2 separate regions of the Danio rerio genome follow, and region 2 is linked to region 1. Evidence: chromatin contacts called from public Micro-C data. All regions are on one chromosome and are shown on one strand. The core of a region is the stretch at or near the end of the contact, and the rest is flanking DNA. Distances in the headings are between cores, read along the strand shown. Region 1 has its middle 39 kb from the start of sox18. Region 2 holds the start of ccm2l (CCM2 like scaffold protein).

Evidence for each region. A called contact is a pair of places that touch in the nucleus more often than the background predicts.
Region 2: a contact with region 1 is called in a Micro-C map of caudal fin, with 13 times the contacts expected there. The contact joins the promoter of ccm2l here to the enhancer-like site in region 1. A contact is called at or near these places in 3 of 18 Hi-C or Micro-C datasets (caudal fin, hematopoietic stem cells and an unstated tissue) and 1 of 4 datasets of contacts at active chromatin or transcription factors (caudal fin).

What each region holds. Positions count from the first base shown.
Region 1 is chr23:8,964,771-8,968,704 of GRCz12tu, forward strand. No RefSeq gene overlaps it. Among named protein-coding and RNA genes, the nearest start is that of sox18, 39 kb to the left of the region's middle. Within about 2 kb of position 2,296, at least 17 of the 62 cell types and tissues checked have an H3K27ac peak or open chromatin away from gene starts, as enhancers often do.
Region 2 is chr23:9,165,206-9,169,139 of GRCz12tu, forward strand. It overlaps ccm2l (CCM2 like scaffold protein), which reads left to right and starts at 2,029. Exons shown (of 10, transcript XM_692004.9): 1 at 2,029-2,093. The coding sequence starts at 2,064.

The DNA of each region.
Region 1 (3,934 bases), core at 1,046-3,545:
CAGTCATGCACCTCTATATGACTGTTTTGAGGATTGCATATGAACGGGAGACGACACTTGTAATAAAAAGGAAGGGAATCGTGCCGTTTTTATGTTTATTTCAATTTGCCTAAACAAAGAGAAAGCACAGAACAGACTCACATTTAAGAGCAAGGGACGGCCCCTTGTGGTTCGGCGGTATGGGTTGCGTATATGGAGGCTCGTCTCTTTAATGTTTATTTGCCACCCTTCAGAGAAAGACTGAAAATACAGGAGAGTTAAGGGAAAATACCTTTACGGGATCATAGCGAGATAGAACTGTAAAATACGGGAGAATCCCTGGAAAAACGAGACGGTTGACAGGTATGGTATACACATGTCCACAGAACGTTTTTCTTTTTGTAAATAAACTCGGATTAAATTATCTGTTACAACTCTATGTGATTTAAAAAAGTTTTAAAAGTTTAAAACGTTTTTAAAACAGAACATATTCTTAATAAAGACTCAAAATTTCAGTGCTGGTAGCTCAATTGCATTTGAATTTAAAGCGACAGTCGCCAAAATTTAGGCGACCAAACCCTAAAAGGCGCAGATTCAAAGACTTCTCATACACACTGTAGGGACATCAGAGACCTATTTTACATCTTGTAAAAAAAGGGATAATAGGTCTCCTTTAATTGTAAAGTAGAACGATTCATGCAATAAAAACGCTATACAAAAATCAACTTAATCAATTTGTATCCGCTTAATTAAATAACACAAGCATCTGGAGTGGCCTAAACACATAATCTGCTCCTTGTTTTATTTCATGATCATTGCTGCTTATTGATACTGTTCCAGCCTTAGTCCTACACCTGCTAGATGCATTTCGTTTGATCTCAGCAAGCCTCTGTATGTGCTGTTTCACAATGGAGCCCATCTATATTTGATATTATGTCTAGACGGGGTTATCACAGCTTCTCATCTCAGCAGAAAGGAAGAGTGTCTGCAAAAACTTTGTTGATTATGTTACAGTACATGTGTGAGAACGGCTGTCTCCATAATAAAACTGCATGTAAACACCACAGCTAAATAAACAGGATTTGGGACATGTTTTGTATGTGTTGATGCTGTATGCTAAAGCTGAATATGTATTTTTGTGCCGTTTTTATTTATTAGTTTTAAAAAGAAGACCTAAACTATCATTACTTCACCTTATTATACTTCCTTTTTTTTTTGTCAGGGGTCATCACATTATTATTTGTATATGTTTAAAGAAGTATTTTACGCCCATCAAAGTGCATTTATTTTATTTTAAATATATACAAATTCATTAATTCAGTATTACCAATCATAATATTCATTAATTTTCTTTTTAGCTTAGTTTCTTTATCCCTTATATCCCTTATATCCCCCATATCCCTTTGTTATCACCCATCCTGCATATTTTTAATGCAGTGGATGCCCTTCCAGCTGCAACCCATCTCTGGGAAACCAATCATAATAATAACATTTTATTTATATCTATATCTCTCTATATGTATATGTATCATATAAAGCATACATATTTGCAAGTTTAAGGACATTAATTCATTTATGTGTTTATTATTTAATTCATTTTGTTTAATTTATTATTAATTTTATTGTTCATTCGTTCATTTTCTTTTCGGCTTAGTCCCTTTGTTATTCTGTGGAATGAACCACCAACTTATCCAGCAAAAACCACAGGTATTTCATTTTATTTATTATATTTTATGAATTTAAATATTTTAAATATATTATAAATATATATTTTGCTATACTGTACCTCACAGGACTTTTGTGGGCCTCCTTTATGGCAGCGTCCGGAACAATATTTCCTCAAGTATGATCTCGCTTTATAACCCAGTTTCACTCATTAAACATCACATTCGTCATCTGAAGACAAAATTTGTCTAAATAAATATACACAGACACACAAATGAAGAGGTTTGACCTTGAAAGAACGCTTTGAAAAGCGAGGTCAAGCTCGACTGGTTTAATATTTACACGTGTGTGTCTATATTTAAGCGAGATGCACATTCTGTCCAGCAGAGGGTGGTATTCTGGGCCAGATGGAGACCGTGAGCATAGCATATGGACAGGCTGGACGTCTCTTCACTGCTCCGGAGTCACTACAGTTGGATATACAGTATATCAGTTTTTCACACTCTCCGTTCTTCTGTTTTCCTCACTGAGAACCTGCAGCTACTGTTTCTGACTGTGTTCTGACCTGAAGTGATGGAGAGAAAACTCTCCCCTCTTTGGCACTGCGCCGCTCTGTCTCATTTGTCCTCTGTTGGGGTTGTTGTGTTATAGTTGTGTTGTGCTGGACAGGCAGCTGCAGCAGAGCTGATAAGAGCTCCTGACCTTGGCAGATGGAGAGACTCCTAGAGAGAGCTAATCATAGAACTTCCTACTCCAGAGAAAGAAAGAGAGAGAGAGCTAGACAGAGAAAGAGACTTGACTTTTAATGGGGACATATCATGGAAATCTAACTTTTTCTCAGTTTAAGTGCTATAATCGTGTCCCTGGAGCACCAACCAATCCAGAAAACACGTCAAAGGAAAACCTAGTAACTTTGTTACCAAGCCTTTGTTTCCTTTTGCAAGGATAAGGAAAAAGCTGAGTTCAGATTTCGCTTCTAGTGACGTACAAATGGGTCTACTTAAATGCAACGACCCCTTAAACTGTACATTTCGAACAGGAAACATTTCTGTTTACGTGTTGTAGCAGCTTGATATTCACGATGTCTGCAATATGTTTGTTGTTGGACAAGTAAGTAAAGTCTCTATGAACCATTGAGGATACTGTAGTTCAATTAAGGTTTTAATGGAAATGTGCTGAAAAATGTTTTGCACAAAATATAGTTTTTGCTGAACTGCTTCGCAAACGAGTGTGAGTTTAACACTGTATTTAGAAGGGCTGGACACTAACAGTGCTTTATGCTCTAACTTATATACCTACATACTTATATATACAGTATCTAACTTGCAAACCAGAACAAGTATGTCACTTCATATTTCCAAATGTACTTTACTAACATGCTTCGTATCATGCTTGTTAGCCTAGTGTCAGGTGAATGACATTTTAAATTCTTTTTCTGCTAAGAAAATTGTAAGTTTGGGATTTTTTGTTGATGTGTTTAAGTTTCAACGAGTACATGAATTTATCACTAAGATATGTGCCTGGTTCAATCTAGGAGCTGTAACCTCATCCTGTCCATCAAACTCTGGTTCTAGGGCTCTAATCCACTAATTTTATGCTATTCTGTCTGCATAAGATTTGATTGTTTAGCTGTTTCTGGAGTGCCAGAACAGGCTGTAAATGCTCCGCCCCCATCTGGGAAGCAGCAGCTCATTTAAATTTAAGGCAATATGAAAATTAGGATAATGATAATTCGGTCCCACTTTATATTAAGTGGCCTTAACTAATATGTACTTATATAGGAATTAAAAGTTTGTTACAATGTACTTATTGTATAAATACATGTATTTACTGTGTACTTATGCTTGATTAAATACATGTTTGTAATTACATCTATAATTAACTTTTGTAATTACATTTGTAAATTCACTGTTGACCATCCCTTACACCTTTACCTACCCTTAAACCTACGACATGCCAACAAACCTGTCCATAACCCAACCTCTATCCCAACTCAAAAGCACCACAAGTGTTCTCAAATACATTATAAACACAGTTAGTACATTGCATTTATTTTTTAGATGTAAGTACATAGTAGTTAGGGACACTTAATATAAAGTGGGACCGATAATTCTAAAGGATAAAATTAATATTAAATTCCGCATGAACCGAAGTTCCTGAGATTTTTATTTCAGTATGCTGCTAAAAGAGAATATTGTGCAAGAGCCGGGGGTTCTTTTTGCATTGTTTTTTCTTAGCAAACTAATGGTAAGATGGGTGTGGTTAAGAATATTGTGACTAAAGAATGACA
Region 2 (3,934 bases), core at 779-3,278, 200 kb after region 1:
GAGTAATATGTATAGCTATACTACTGTAAACATATTTATTGAAGAGTAATATGTATAGCTATACTACTGTAAACATATTTATTGAAGAGTAATATTTATAGCTATACTACTGTAAACATGTGTATTGAAGAGTAATATTTATAGCTATACTACTGTAAACGTTTATTGAAGGGTAATATTCATAGCTATACTACTGTTAACATATTTATTGAAGAGTAATATTTATAGCTATACTACTATAAACATATTTAATGAAGAATAATATTCATAGCTATACTACTGTAAACATATTTATTAAAGTGTAATATTTATAGCTATACTACTATAAACATGTTTATTGAAGAGTAATATTTATAGCTATACTACTGTAAACATGTTTATTAAAGAGTAATATTTATAGCTATACTACTGTAAACATGTTTATTGAAGAGTAATATTTATAGCTATACTACTGTAAACATGTTTATTGAAGAGTAATATTTATAGCTATACTACTGTAAACATGTTTATTGAAGAGTAATATTTATAGCTATACTACTGTAAACATGTTTATTGAAGAGTAATATGTATAGCTATACTACTGTAAACATGTTTATTGCAGAGTAATATTTATAGCTATACTACTGTAAACATGTTTATTGAAGAGTAATATTTATAGCTATACTACTGTAAACGTTTATTGAAGGGTAATATTCATAGCTATACTACTGTAAACATGTTTATTGAAGAGTAATATTTATAGCTATACTACTATAAACATATTTAATGAAGAATAATATTCAAAACTTTACTACTGTAAACATATTTATTAAAGAGTAATATTTATAGCTATACTACTGTAAACATGTTTATTGAAGAGTAATATTTATAGCTATACTACTGTAAACATGTTTATTGAAGAGTAATATTTATAGCTATACTACTGTAAACATGTTTATTAAAGAGTAATATTTATAGCTATACTACCGTAAACATGTTTATTGAAGAGTAATATTTATAGCTATACTACTGTAAACATGTTTATTGAAGAGTAATATTTATAGCTATTCTACTGTAAACATGTTTATTGAAGAGTAATATTTATAGCTATACTTCTGTAAACATGTTTATTGAAGAGTAATATTTATAGCTATACTACTGTAAACATGTTTATTGAAGAGTAATATTTAATACCTCTTTCTTTTTTATCGTGGTTCTAACTGATTGGTGTGTCTACAGTTTTGCAGCAGTTTGTGCACACCTGATGGCTGTGTTTAACCTATGGTTCATGTGTTAGTTCATTTGAAGGCCTTTGCTTTGAAATTGCAAGGAAATTCCATTATGAAAAATATTTGTGTCAAAAGCATCCAAGTGTGTTTAGTGTTTGCAATCGATGTGTGTAATGTTTTGCAAATACTATGAAACTGACAATGTTAAAGTTGTGCAGAACTGGCCTTGTGTTTTGCTCCTTAAGTGTTAGGTTTTGCTAATTGTGGGAAAAGTTTAATTTTAGTGTGTGAGCAATCATAAAAAAAATAGTTTTTTTTTTCACAGCCATTGTTGTCTTAGTCATTTTGCTTGTTCGCTTTTTATTTAATATGAATTAAATAAAATATGATACTAAACTTTTGAAATTTATTTTGAACGGGAAAAAGACATAACATTTCAATAACTGGCTGAGGGACTTTAGAATTTAGTTTAGTTCTGCTTCATAAATTTGTGGTTTAGGTACTTTTACACGGTGTAATTTGTGTGAAGAGACACAGCTTACTTCTACTTAGTGCCAAGGTATTATTCAGTGGTGTGTGTGTGTGTGTGTGCGTGTGTGTGTGTGTGTGTGTGTGTGTGTGTGTGTGTGTGTGTGTGTGTGTGTGTGTGTGTGTGTGTGTGTGTGTGTGTGTGTGTGTTATCAGTGCTTTGAGAATGGAGGTGCAGAGGATTCAGATCAGAGTCTCTGGTGGAGTTTCCTGTGCAGGAAGTGTGTTTCCTGGCTCCACAGGGCTGAGTGGAGATTGGGCCTGTCCTACATAGAGACACACAAAAACACACACACTTGCGCACAGCCAGCCATCGGGCTGGTCAAAATGGACTATGATCCCAAGCGAACCAAGAAGGTAAGTCTTCTGTATGGTTATATATGGCGAAACTATGTTCATTTAAATGTGTGTTTGTTTTGGTGTGTTCATTGTCTGTAAACTGCATCATGTGACCTCGTCTGTTTATGCATACTGTGTATATGTGTACCTGCGGCTGATAACTTTGTGCCGGTTACGCAGTTTGTTAGTTCACACAGCATATCTCAGCTGACCTGAAAATTATGAATTTCTCTGGGTTATTTTTTAATTAGGTGTATATTCGAGTAAAATGGTATTTGTGTTGTTCTGATCAAATTACTTCCAAATTTCAAATCAAAATATTTGGTTACACTTTATTTTTGCGTTGTTTTCAGTATTTACTGAGTAGTCAGTGTTGTCAACTGAGCAATTTTGTTTTATTTTGTTAGATTTAGCAACATTTCGTACTAACGTAGCAACTTTTTTTTCAGAAAGCACCTAGCAATAGATGTAGCAATTTTTAAAATTAATTTGGCTACTTAGCAATTTTTAAAAAGTGACTCAAAAGAGCAGTGCCTGCAGGTTTTCCCCATTACAGCAGTGGTTCTCAACTGGTTTGGCCACATTTTTACATGGTCATCAAGCCGCGACCCAAATTTTTAGGAACTATAATATAATTTTAGGAACTATAATTCAGTATTTATTTATTAACATACACAAGTAGTGATGGAAAATTACCAAGACTTACAAATAAACAATACTTTATCTCTGTCATTTAAAAAAATGTATCAAATTATAGTAATAATACAGAGTAGAAACGTCAAATACTGTAAACAATGATTAGGGTACGGAAAAGTTAAATTACCATTAACTAAACTGAACCGTTAACACTGATCCTGTTGAACAGAACAAATCTGCAAATTTAAGTAAAAATTTTTAAATAATCATAACCATTTTTATAATAATCACCAGTTATTTGCTCTTCTGCTATTGTGTGGGCTTTCTTGGCCTTTGCTACACGGTGAGCATAGTAAGATTCCGGAAGTGCCTGTACTTGAACATGAAGATGTTAGGCACTTTTGTGAGCGATGCCCTCAGCTATTGGAGTCATCTTTGAAAATAGTATACAGGTTTGTCCTTGCAACTGGGATGTCATATGTAGTGAGAGCAGGTGTTAAGCCTTTTTTGTCATCAATATATGTAAATCCACACTTTGCATATTCGAGGTTATACTTGCGCTTCGACATATTTGTTGCTATAATTAAATGAAATTTCACATGTTAAACGGTATGGCTGTCGTGTGCGCATTTCAAAATAAAAGTCAGATATATGCAAAATAGGTAAAAAAAAAAAACAAAAAAAAACTTTTTTTGTTTTTTTGACCACACACTCCGCGACCCACTGAAAATGTTCCTGCGATCCACCAGTTGAGAAACACTGCAGTAGAGTAAATTGCTAGCTCAGATTGTTTTTTTTTTTTTTTAACTGTTAATTTACTTATATTTGTTAACATGTACAATCGCTGGTAATTTAAGTAGCAATAAATTGCTATAATTGTTGTCACTTTCACAAATGTGTTAATTTCACAAGTTAAAAAGAGTAAGTGCACAAGCTGTGATTGTTTAATGTCACTGTTCATTATCAGTGTTATATTTAAAAATAAAAAAAAAATCTTATCAAAAAGTGTATTACTTTTACACACAGGCAACTATATTTTTCATACAAATCTAAATGGACATATTTCTAATAATGTTTTTGCTGAGATGGCAATGAGTCAGTTTGAGAAAACATTAATTATTTTGTATACTACATAGATGTAATCTTTTTAATACAATGTAATACACGGCACCTCAGAGAGTAGAGACATCATGGGCTTACGCTTGTCAGATACTACCTGATAT